Linked DNA regions of Mus musculus: all the other regions are linked to region 4. Evidence: chromatin contacts called from public targeted proximity ligation data. All regions are on one chromosome and are shown on one strand. The core of a region is the stretch at or near the end of the contact, and the rest is flanking DNA. Distances in the headings are between cores, read along the strand shown.

What was found.
Region 1: a targeted proximity ligation map of the SCID.adh cell line shows a contact between it and region 4, with 12 read pairs. A contact is called at or near these places in 9 of 39 promoter capture datasets (the C10 cell line, cranial neural crest, embryonic stem cells and 6 more), 67 of 484 Hi-C or Micro-C datasets (the 3T3-L1 cell line, the 63-12 cell line, the AML12 cell line and 44 more), 21 of 130 datasets of targeted methods (the 230-238 cell line, the NIH/3T3 cell line, the SCID.adh cell line and 15 more) and 4 of 9 other capture datasets (adipose tissue, embryonic stem cells, liver and 1 more).
Region 2: a targeted proximity ligation map of bone marrow-derived macrophages shows a contact between it and region 4, with 2.2 times the contacts expected there. A contact is called at or near these places in 3 of 39 promoter capture datasets (the C10 cell line, cranial neural crest and frontonasal cranial neural crest), 9 of 130 datasets of targeted methods (the 230-238 cell line, the NIH/3T3 cell line, the SCID.adh cell line and 3 more) and 3 of 9 other capture datasets (adipose tissue, liver and pancreatic islet).
Region 3: a contact with region 4 is called in a targeted proximity ligation map of pancreatic cancer cells. A contact is called at or near these places in 1 of 39 promoter capture datasets (cranial neural crest) and 6 of 130 datasets of targeted methods (the 230-238 cell line, the NIH/3T3 cell line, the SCID.adh cell line and 3 more).

Annotation. Positions count from the first base shown.
Region 1 is chr19:3,428,200-3,431,172 of GRCm38.p6, reverse strand. No RefSeq gene overlaps it. Among named protein-coding and RNA genes, the nearest start is that of Gal, 15 kb to the right of the region's middle.
Region 2 is chr19:3,470,029-3,473,097 of GRCm38.p6, reverse strand. Ppp6r3 (protein phosphatase 6, regulatory subunit 3) reads left to right here. Exons shown (of 24, transcript NM_028999.1): 17 at 1,065-1,119; 18 at 1,997-2,127. Among named protein-coding and RNA genes, the nearest start is that of Gm23940, 19 kb to the left of the region's middle.
Region 3 is chr19:3,518,305-3,521,300 of GRCm38.p6, reverse strand. It overlaps Ppp6r3 (protein phosphatase 6, regulatory subunit 3), which reads left to right. Exons shown (of 24, transcript NM_028999.1): 5 at 2,919-2,996. Among named protein-coding and RNA genes, the nearest start is that of Gm23940, 29 kb to the right of the region's middle.
Region 4 is chr19:3,281,328-3,284,439 of GRCm38.p6, reverse strand. Ighmbp2 (immunoglobulin mu binding protein 2) reads left to right here and starts at 1,430. Exons shown (of 15, transcript NM_009212.2): 1 at 1,430-1,739; 2 at 2,852-3,021. The coding sequence starts at 1,654. Mrpl21 (mitochondrial ribosomal protein L21) reads right to left here and starts at 1,398. Exons shown (of 7, transcript NM_001347420.2): 1 at 1,269-1,398. The coding sequence starts at 1,368.

The DNA.
Region 1 (2,973 bases), core at 278-2,777, 150 kb before region 4:
ACTGCGCACAGTGATGTTACAACACTTTACAGGTACACAAGCATCCCCACCGGCCACTATCTCACACACAGAACTGTACCCACTGAGATACACGCATCAGCTAAGACCAAACACAGCCCATCATCGAGTGTGCAGTGTGCAGGGGAAGGTCGTGCTGAACAGTACAGCTTGCCCCTGTGGGCTCATTAAGCCTTACTTCCCCTTAGTTTTATATTTTAAGACAAGGTCTCAGGTACCCATGCCGGGGACTCACTGTGCAGCTGAGGCTGGTGTGAAACCCCGGCTCTTCTGCCACCGCTTCCTCACTGCTAAGAACACCAGAGTAAGCCAGCCCAGCTGTGTGTGTGTGTGTGTGTGTGTGTGTGTGTGTGTGTGTTACCTGCACATGTGTGTGCATGCATGTGCAAATGTGTGCACAAGAGTGTGTGGTACCTGCACAGAGGACGTCTTACATCCGGCTCTGTCCTTTGAGTCAACACCTCTCACGGAACCTGGACCTACGCTGGCAGCCACAATCCTCCTGCCTCCAGGCCCTAGCAGTGGGGTTAGAGGCCTGTATGTAGCCCTGCCCTGCTTGCTGGTTTTAATGTGCACAGATGTTTGCCTCCGTGTATGAATGTATGTATGTGCACATACATGCCTGGTGCCCCTGGAGGTCAGAAGAGGCCATCTGAGCCCTTGGAACTGGACCTGGAGCTAGAGATGGCTGTGAGTGTTGGGAACTGAACTCAGGTCTACTGCAAGAACACATGCTCTTGTTTGGGTTGGGTTTGGTTTGGTTTGGATGGTTCAGTTTGGTTTTCCTATGTAGCCCTTTCTGTCCTAGCACTCACTCTGTAGACCAGGCTGGTCTTGAACCTGTCTGCCTCTGCCTCCTGAGTGCTGGGATTAAAGGCGTGCGCCACCACAGGCTGACAGGACAGGTGCTTTGGCACAGAGCCAAGTCCATATGCTCTAATGCCCACGATGCCACAATGAACCCTTTCACCCACCGAGCCACTTCTTTACCAACTCCTCTTTTTGACACAGGGTCTCCATATGTAGCTCAGGCTGACCTCCTGAGTGTTAGGATTATAGGAATGCCCTACCACACTTAACTCATTATTTTTATTTTGCTTAATTAGGTTTTGAGATGGAGGTGATGGCTCAATGGGTAAGAGTGCTGGCTACTCTTCAGAGGACCTGGGTTCGATTCCCAGCATCCAGATGGCAGCTTACAACTATCTGTAACTCCAATCCTTGGGGATCTGTTGTCCTTCTGGCTTCTCAAGACACCAGCCATCCACATGATATACATACATACAGGCAGGGAGAACGACAAGACACATAAAATAAAATAAATAAATCTTTAAAAAAACAGTCCAAGACAGAGTCTCAAATGCCACACAGCTGAACCAAGCTTCCTTCGAAGAGCAAAACGGGTTTCCAGAACAGTCAGTCAGTGAGACCACAGCCCTCAGCTCTGGTCCTGCTGGGAGGCTGAGCACCCCGCCCCTACCCAGCATGCACTGTGCCTCAGTCAATTTTGTCATCGCCATCTGTGGCCTTGCATGTGTGTTTGGATTTTCTCAGAGATCAGACGAGGGTCCTAGTTGCCCTGGGACTGGAGTGTGACAGTGAGCTGCCACACTGGTGTTGGAAACTAAGCTCTTAGCCTCTGAGCCATCTCTGCAGCCTCAGGGCAAGGAGTCCCGCTCACCTCTGTGAGAGACAAAGCCCTGTTAGGCATGGTGTGGGGCTTTCTTTACAATTTGATTTCCATTGTTCTTTCCTTCATTCTGAGAAGGAACCTGGGGTCTGTGTGCCAGGTAAACATTCTCTCCACTGAGTGGCAGTCCCTGCCTGCTGCTTTTTTCTTCCTTTCTGTCTTTTCAGTAAAACTGTTAGTGCTTTTTTACTGAATTGTTTGGCAGGAACACAAGCACACAGCTGCTTCTCCCCTTCTGCCTCATGGATTCTCTGGGGATCGGACTCTGGTCATCAGGCATGGGGCTTGGTTGGTGAGGTCTTAGTTTTGTTTTAAAGAAAATGCCATGAAGGGCAGCAAGAAAAAAGGCTTGCTTTGTTGGGGAAACCAAATTTGTTAGGGAAAGAGAGAGATCTGTGATTAGAAAGTTATTGTTATTAAGTATTTCCAAAACAAGTCCCTTGGCTGTAAGGGCCATCCTTAGCTACGGAGCAATTTGGAGGCCAGCCTGAGCTATAGAAAACCCCCTCTTGGGGGGGGGGAACTAGAGGGAATATTATCTTCAAAATACTGACTCTTTATAAATCCTTCCAAAAGTAATTTGATTTTTTTTTTTTTTTTTTTTACAAAATTCAGTTTCCCAAATCTGTAACATTGACAAGCTGGTGAGGCTGGGAGATCGGCAGAGTCATTTACGACCTGGCAGGGCATCTGCGTCACTTAATATGAAAAATGGGCTTTGATGGTTACATAAGCCCATGGCTGTCAGGACAGCCAGGAGAACACTGCGACCCTTCTGACGCGTTCTGTAGCTCCTCAGAGTCCTGGCGAGCTCTAGGTCACTGTGATGATCACTGCGGTTCAGAGTGAGGATTGAGGCTGCTGCTGCCAGCTCAGATCCTGTCAGCCACAGGACAGGCTGCCTGGTTGCCCACGGAGCCTGGGTGTGGGGCTGCTCGGTCTCTCTCTGCCATCTGCTATGGGCTGTCCTGGGTGCCCGCAGAGCCACGATGCAGGATCGTTCTATTTTTCCATACATCCTGAGATTCCCTCTGTGTACTTTTCTCAAATGTCCCTCCCCTTAAAGATCTTGCTGAGTTAGGGGCTGTTCTACTTAGCTTCTATGCCAAAACCCTGACCAAAAGCAACTTGGAGAGGAAAGGGTTGACTTGGCTCCCAAGTCCCAGTCACATTCAATCTCTGAGGAGAAGAAGTCAGGGCAGGACTCAGGCAGGGCTCAGACAGGAGACACAAATGCTACCATTTCCTGCTTACCATGGTCTGTC
Region 2 (3,069 bases), core at 453-2,952, 190 kb before region 4:
AGATGACTGGCAGAATGGAGGACCAGCATCTTGCATCCTGCCTGGGAATGAGAACAACCACCCAATATGAAGATCGTTGGTTATTGAGAGCAGAGGTGAAGGGAAATTTTAAGCCACTGTGATATCTCAGGTAGTGACTGTCCACTGAGGCACCGTAGCAGTAGTTTGCAGCAGGTATTGGACTTGAGCTAGTGTAGAGTGTTTTATTACACATTGAGTTTGGACTCTGGGAAGCTAAAATCTTTTCACAGTGCACTGCATGAACATGCTCTACAGGCAGTCTGGAGCAGAGGCTCTACTGTGAACAGCATGCACTAAGACACCCAGCGACCTCCCTCATTGGCTTATTTCTATCCAGAAAGAAAAACACTATACAAGGCATTTATCTGTTTGCTATGTGAACAATCTACATAGGATCAGAATACACACACACACAGACACACACACAGACCCTCATCCCTACCCCATCTCCTCTTGACATCTTGGATTTTTCCCATCTGGACTCTAGTTTTACTAGTTCAGAATTGACATTCTCTTTTAGAACAAATGCTTAGCCTGATAACTGGTTAGAATGGAGCTTTGATGATTAATAACATTGTCCCACCATTTATAATCATGTAGCTCATCATGGCTGCTTTTACCCATCCCTGTCATGCTTTCAAGGAGGCAGGATGGCAGGATTGCCTGTGTGTTTCATGTACGAATCGGTCCTAGTACCTAACAATGCTTTTGTGCTTTTTCATGTTTGGACTTGATTGTTTGGAAGCTTTTTTCTTGGTTTTGTTGATGTGATCCTTGCAACCATAATTAGCACAGAAGTTAGAAATGTGTTGTTGAAAGGCTGTCACGGCCTCAAAGCATCATCTCCACTGCTCCCATCTCAACTCTTCCCTGTATCCACTCTTTAGTACCAGGGAGGGCACCATTGAATACAGCACGGAGGGTTTGTGCATTACTCACCGAGAGTGCATTGATAATAGAAATACTTGAAATTTTGAGGATTTCAGAGCACTGTTTATAGCCACCTATGGATGACAACAATTCTTCTTATGTTTTCTTTATAGTGTTTCTTTTGATCGGGTGTCAGATATCAACTTTACTCTCAATACAAATGAAAGTGTAAGTATAAACGCTTTCTGTTGTGCTCTGCCACTGGAGAAGTGGAGAATTGTGTTGTGTTGTGTTGTGTGTTGTGTTGTGTTGTGAAAGTGTGAGTATAAACGCTTTCTGTCGTGCTGTGCCTCTGGAGAAGTGGAGAATTGTGCTGAGTGTTGCCGGAGGCTGCAGATGGTTGTCCCGAGCTGTAGGCTCTTTTGCCCTATGGGATCCCACATCCCAGTTATCCTAATGAGTATCATCACATTATGTCTGCCTGGACCTGCAAGTAGGAGTTTGCAACCTTGGCTAATAGGACCCTGCCACTGTGATTGTACCACAGACATTTGGCCTTGGTTTCTCATCTCTGTTGCATGAAAAGAACATAACTTGGGTCAATATCAAGCTCTCTGCCAGGCTTCTCTTACAAACAAGACATTTGTGGCATTTTAATGGGGCCGTTCTGATTTTAGGTTGAATATCATGAGAATCTACTTTTACTTGCTGTTGGTGAGGTAGAATAACTCGTCAGGTTATAGCAGCTCTTTATGACTTCCTGGGCTGGTAACAGGAAGGACCCATGTCATTTCCTTGTTGGTCATATTGAAGACTTATCTTTGATCAAAGAGGAAGCTCAGAATGAAATGGGCAGTCCTGTGAGGAACAAGTGAGCTCATATTCAGGCCTTTTTCATGCTAAATCCAATCTTTCTCAGGAATTTTTTGTTACTTACACAGAAGCTAACATTTTATTTTTATGTTTATGCTTGATTTGGGCATATGTAATAGGTACCATTTTTTGAAAAGCAAATATAAAAACACAATTTTCCCTGGTAATTTGGGAGAGAAAACAGTTCTGACTTCAGTTGTATTTTTCTCTTTTCTTTACTTTTTTTCTGTAGGGAAATATTGCCCTGTTTGAAGCATGTTGTAAAGAACGGATACAACAATTTGATGATGGCGGCTCTGATGAAGAGGATATCTGGGAGGAGAAGCACATTGCATTTACTCCCGAATCCCAGAGGAGGTCCAGGTGAGCCACGGCTTGCCATGCCAAGTGATTTTCATGAGACTTGCACATGGCACCACCAATGTAAGCTGAACTTGCAGGACAAAATAATTAAGTATTTAAAAAAATAAATGGAGGCAGAGGCAGGCAGATTTCGGAGTTAGAGGACAGCCTGGTCTACAGAATGAGTTCCAGGACAGCCAGGGCTACACAGAGAAACCCCATCTCAAAAAAATCAAAAGGAAAAAAAAATGGATGGATGGAGGACTAGAGAGATGAGCCAGTGCTTACGAACACTTGCTGTTTATTCTGAAGACCTGAGTTAGATTCCCAGTACCACAGGACAGCTTGTAGCCATAGCAACTTCAGTTCTGAGGGATCCAGTGCCCTCTTCTGGCCTTTATTGGTACCAGGCACAGAAATGGTGCAAGCAAAACACCCACATACATTAAATAAACAAGCAAAAAATAATAAAAGGGAAGATGTTCTGGTCCACTCTGCCTTTAGCAGCATGACTCTTTACACAAGAGCCATGGAAGTTGATCCCATGTTCTTTTTTTCTTCTTTTCTTTTAACTTGGTTTTCCTTTGCAAGTAACTTAATGAAATTTTATTTATTTGTTTGTTTGTTTGTTTGTTTATTTAGGGTAGACATGTTTGTGCTTGCATCTTGGAGTGATCAGTGTTTGTTTGTTTGTTGTTTGTTTTTGGTTACCGATCCTGGGGGGTCAAATTTAGCTTGTCAGGCTTGACAGGAAGCACTTTTACTCACAGAACCATCTCTGTCCTGCAAAAAGTGTCTCGTCAGCAACATCCTCCTAGTTCAGAAAAACTTTTTTTCAAACCAGAAGCCATATCAGGAGTTTGTACATAGACAGTGGAAGTCAACATCCTAAGCTCTGGTGTGTACAGGATGATGAGAAGGAAGGATTTGGGCCAGGCAGTAGTTGAGCATACCTTTAATCCC
Region 3 (2,996 bases), core at 96-2,595, 240 kb before region 4:
GGATGCCCTTGTGTCTCAGCAGTCCTAGTCTATCGCACTGGATAATACATCTCAGTATTCTTATAGATACCACCCCTTGACACCTTTTCCTTTCTAATTCAGACTTACGTGGAAATGCCGTTCCCAAGGAATGGTTCACCAAGTGTGACCTTTGGATCAGTGTCAACAGCATCTACTGAGATTTTTTTAAAAGATTGCTGTGCAGGAGTCTTGACAGTGGGGGTTTCTAGCGCATCTTTCATTTCAGTTCATGCTATTGCCTGCTGGAATTGGAGAACCATTTCTCTAGTGGATATTGTTGTGAAGGTGCAAGAGCTCACTTCCAAGAAACAGCTAGAGCAGCGGATGCTGAGTGCAAGCTGACAGATCAGTTGCAGCAAGCAGAGATGAGCATGGTCAAGCCATTCAGACCTGCTGTTTACTCTTCATGGTGGGCAGTAGTCTCCAGTTACTTGGTCTTGCTCTGTGGTCGGCACACATGATAGAACTGAAACTATTTTGGGCCCATTATGTTCTGTTCTCTGTTAAGTCAGGGACCATGTTTTATTTTAGAAAGATGGTGTTCTTTGTGTTCAGGTAAGGTTTTTATTTGAATACAAGGGCAACTTTCCCAAGTGTGTTGGTAGGAAGATCCTTTGCCTTGAATCACAATCCCTAAGTTATGGTCTCAGTAGTGTAAATGTCTCCCATTCTGCCCTCCACATAGCAATCAAAATATCATTGGCAATTGCAAGCCATCATATACCCTGGCACAGTTAGTTCAGAGATGGGTGCCTCCATCAGTAAGGCATGCTTCATTATGTTTTTATCTTTTTTTATTTTGTATTTATTTTTTGGTTTTTCGAGACAGGGTTTCTCTGTGTAGCCCTGGCTGTCCTGGAACTCAGAAATCCATCTGCCTCTGCCTCCCGAGTGCTGGGATTAAAGGTGTGCACCACCACGCCCGGCTTATGTTTTTATCTTATATCTGCTGTTAGACCCAGGCTGAGGAGCTATGATTTCTGGTGTATATAAGACAAATCATGAAAATACGTGGAAGAATTTCTGAATCTCTGTGTTATTGATACCAGAGCTCAGTCAGTTGTATTATCTGTCTGACAATGATGATGTGTGTCAGTTGAACCCTGAATGAAGAAGAGTCCTGTCTGTCACCTGGTTGCTCCTTGTCTCTCTAGCCTCAAGTCCTTGGATGATAATGAGAGTACAGCAGTGTTGCTTATGTAGCTGCTTTTGTCTTTTAATAAAAGCTTGTTTCCTGTTGCTTGGTAGTGTTGGTTAGGACTTAGGCACTGCCAGTGCTGACAAAAGTCCACATTCACATGGTGTAATCAGCCTTTAGAACAGGGTGTCCAACTGTTGGCAGTGTTGAATGGTTTAGTCTTCGACAATGAAATCGGCTTGTGGTCCATGCTGTATTGTTCATAGCACCAGCTAAGCTTTGTGCGTGTAGGCTCTAGGACCAATGTTTCTGCCATGAAATGAGGGTGTAGTTTGGTCATGTGTAGTTGGTCATGTGTGACTTTTTCCTTCTCTCTTGCTGCCTTTCAAAGACTACTGTAGAACTCAGCTGTGACTGGCATGGCTGCCACTCCTTGAAGAGGTGTGTCCATTTGACATCGTCTACACAAACAGTATAGTGACTCATTTTGAAGTTACTTGGCAGTTGTAGTTCTAGCTGTTCTTTCTGGCTGTTAACATTCTTTGTGCAGCTCAGTAGCAGTCCTGTGACTCTCATGGCATGCAGATCTTAGTTTAAATCCCAGGACAGTTTCCTTTCACTTGTAGCAGATACTAACATGTCTGAGCCTAGGATTTCTCATCTAGAACAATGAATCTTCACCTTCCAGGGCTTAGTGAAAATTTGTAGCAGAAACAAAAACCCTATCGGGCTAGAGAGATGGCTAAGTGGTTAAGAGCACTGACTGTTTTTCCAGAGGTACTGAGTTCAATTCTCAGAAACCACATGGTGGCTCACAATCATCTGTAAATGGGATCCAGTGCCCTCTTCTGGTGTGTCTGAAGACAGCTACAGTGTACTCATATACATAAATAAACAAGTAAATCTTTAAAAAAGAAACAAAAAACTCTACCACTTTGCTAAGCTCTCCTAGGACGTGTGGTGGAGTTTTAATAGATGCTGTTGGCTCACTGACACAAATAAGAAGACATAGGAAGTGGTGCAGGACAGAGCATCATTTGCATTCCAAGTTCTTTCCCACTCAGCACAGCCCCCTCTTCCCAACCTCCTGTTAGTCATACATGCAGCAGTGCAGCCTAAATCACCTTGTGACCAGGCAGGTTAGCTACTTAGAAACAGCTTTGCTTTGAATCTCCCTTCGTTTTAAAATATTCTGCATTTTAATTTTAAGTCTTATAGGATTGTTTCATAAAGTAGTATATGTATTTTTTAAATATTTGTTTCATTTTATGTATATGGGTGTTTTGCCTACATGTATGTGCACCATGTATATGTCTGGTGCCCACCAAGGCCAGAAAAGGGTGTTGACTCACCCCAAAACTGGAGTCACAGCTGGTTGTGAGCCAACATGTGGATGCTGGGAATTGAATCTGGGTCTTCTAGAAGAGCAGCCGGTGCTCTTAATTGCTAAACCATCTCCCGCCCCAAATTGTATGTTCTTTAGCTGTTTGTAGGTTTGTAGATAGCTGTTGCTAGGGAATGAACAATGAAAATAAACAGAAGGCAAAGGTTCAGTCAGCTTCATTTGTAATGGGGATGCATGTCAACTTTAAGGGTTTTGAATATTGCAGCTGTTAGCCAGATTCCCCATGTGCTTGCCGATTCGGTACCTGCTTGCTTGCTTGCTCTTAAGCTATCTAGCAGGATTTGAGAAATGTTGGTTATTCTAGATTGTATATCTGAAGTTATGTATCTTTCAGTTTGATTTGTTTTCCTCTAGATTGTGGATTTCTTGAAAAAGAAGCGTGATTTTGTGGATCTCATTATAAAGCACATAGGAACTTCTGCTATCATGGAT
Region 4 (3,112 bases), core at 181-2,680:
GAGGGGTTGGAGAAATAGGTCAGTGGAAGAGTAGCTGCCGTTCGTGTAGAAGATAAAGTTTGGTTCCCAGCACCCACATGGAAGGCCTCAAGTGTCTGCATCTCTAGCTCCAGGGATCTGTGATAAACCAGCATACTTCTATCTTAAGCTGGAAAGCCATCTTATAGTAGAGAAAAAGTAGATTCATTTCTGTTTATGATTAAATCTGTTTCTCAAGGATTGGGTTATGCCACACCTTAACTACAAATGGGTTTATACCACCTGTCCCGGAAAACGGCAACTATGCCTTTGTTTCAAAGTTATTATTACAACCTGTTGTTACGACTACCTTGCAACTGCACTTTTGTTTCAGAAGGTTATTGTGACCAACCGGTTACGCTTATGTTCTGCTTCACCCCCATTTGGAAACCTCCTATCCCTGAACTATAGAAACCCTGATTTCAGGGGTGTCCAATGCTGACCTCCTGAACCCTGTCTTAGGTGGAGGCAGCCTGCATACCCAAGTGAAAAAGCTTGCTTTAATTAATTTGGCTACGATGATTTGAGTTGGTGGCCTTTCTCCTATCATCTATGGATTAACATCTGACCCCCTCTTCTGGACTCCAAAGGCACCTTCACTTAAATGCACAGAAAGGACCCTCCCCCCCCCCCCCCGAAACAAACATCACAATAAGTCTTAAAAAAAAATAAAGAAAGAAACTGAAAAGGTCGAACACAACAGTGTCCACCTGACATCATCATCTGGTCTCCACACGGGCATGTACACCCACCTGCACACATACATACACATAACACATACACAAACTAAAAGGTCTGGGTCAACAAAACTAAGGGCACATTACTTGTTATGTTTCAAGATAGACTAACATTAAAATCACTCACTCCTTTCTTCAACGTCATTTTTTTTTTTCCTGATCCGAGGGTGGCTAGCAGCCCGAGGACAACTGTCCACACCCATGCTCTACTTAGCAGCTTCTAACTCGCTTTCTTTACATCCCCATTGTATGACCCTGGGTAGGTCATTTGTCTACACCCATTTGTGTCCCTGTACTATAGGACCTACACTTAAGTTTAAGAGCACTTCTCAGTATTAAGCAATGAACGGAAGGAACCACGTTCTCATCCCAGGTTCTCGTACTCCAAACCCTGTGCCATATTCACGACTCTCATAACCAACACACCAGGAGCCAAGGTGGACTCAGACACACGGGCGGCAGACGGCGGAAGCACCGCTAGCTTCTTCCCTCACCAGGCCTCCCTGGTCTCACCTGATCCGGATCCCTGGGATGCCAAGATGCTACGGCTACACACAGACACCAGCCGCCCGAAGGCGCCCGGCAATGCCGAGGCCGCTATGGCAGCAGCCATGTTTCCACAGTCCCAACCGGAAGCGGAAGCAGCGCGAACCTTGTGCGTCAACACACAAACTCAGTAGGGAACACCTGGAGCAGGGAAACAGGGATCCTACTGCAATCACTGGCTTGGCGGGGAACGCAGGAAACGGACCGGCCGGGAATCCGCGCCCTGGCTGGGAGCGCAGGGCCTTTTGCGGATTCTGGTCCAGTGGGGAACACGGTCCGACTGGAACTCGGGTCCCACAGGACTAAACTGGCCGAGCAGGAAGCATCAGTCAGGGGCTGCATCGCGGAGCAGATGGCCTCGTCCACCGTGGAGAGTTTCGTGGCCCAGCAGCTACAGCTGCTGGAGCTGGAGCGGGACGCCGAGGTGGAGGAGCGCAGGTAAGTTTGGCCGCAGGTCCCAGGCCCTCTGTAGCTCTCCTTAGTTACCGCCTGGAGCCAGTCTAGTGTTGGCTGGGTGAATGGCTAACACACAGAGACAGCCCTAGGAGAAGACCGCACAGCAGCGTCACTTCGGGGCGTCGAGGCAAAAGGATCGGGAGTTCAAGATCACATTTTGGCTACGTAGCCAATTTGAAGTCAACCCGGGCTACAGGAGACCCTGTAGTGAGGCCCCCCACCCCAAGGGAAAAAAAAGAGAGAGAGAGAGAAAAAGAAAGAAAGAAAGAAAGAAAGAAAGAAAGAAAGAAAGAAAGAGAGAGACTTAACAGGATGGTCAGTGCTAGATGGGGAGTGGGACAAGTTTTCTTCGGGATCCAGGGAGTGGGGTGTGCCAGAGAGCAGCTTCCTAGAGGAAAGTTAATGAAGCCTATGTCATGTATGGTGCCTGAGCATTCCTGAAGAGCCATGTTGTTTCAGGAGAATATCTACAGGCCTGCAACAGACAGAGCCACCACTTCTCTATCCCACAGTGCAGTTCCTGTAATGCATTTCCCTAAGGATAGACAAAGGCTGGCGAAGTAACTGACCCAGGGTAACCCACGTGGAGGCAGGACGTGAAGTCAGTCTGTGAGATTACAGATGTGTAATCTGTAGATTGGTTGACTGAGAGTCTGTCAGTCATGATGAGGGAGAGGTTTTGCTGTTGTGGCTGTGTGACTATGGAATTGTGTACTAGGCCTTCCCATACATGTCTGTGAAGGCATGTGATTCCCACACCATGTGCTTGCTGTGAGAATGAAGCGATATGCTTTAAGCCAAACTGGGACCTTGAACCACACTTAGGGTGTTGGTGGTAAGAAGCAGAGAGAGAGTCAGGTATAAATGGGAGGGCCCCAAAAGACAGATGGCAGATGGCAAAGAGACATGATAAGATTCTGTGTTGGCTGACTTGGAGCAAGTTAGGCAGTACCTGTCCCGTGGGGTGTGGGGGAGAGGTAGGATTGGAGTAGAGTGGATCCGGAGTTCTTTTGGGGCATACGTAATGCCTATAAGCAGAACTCCTTTCTCCCTTGTGCAGGCACAGTGAAGCTGTTTTGCTTGGTGTCTTCTAGGTCCTGGCAGGAACACAGTTCTCTGAGAGAGCTTCAGAGCCGAGGGGTGTGCTTGCTGAAGCTTCAGGTATCCAGCCAGCGCACAGGGCTGTATGGGCAGCGGCTGGTCACCTTTGAGCCCAGGAAGTTTGGACCTGCAGTGGTGCTTCCTAGCAACAGCTTCACCTCTGGTACGTGTTCCCTGGGGGCTTGTATCATCCATGGCTGGTGGTCAGATCAAGGCCTGTGCTGTCCGAAGGGCTGGAGAATTGACCCACACAG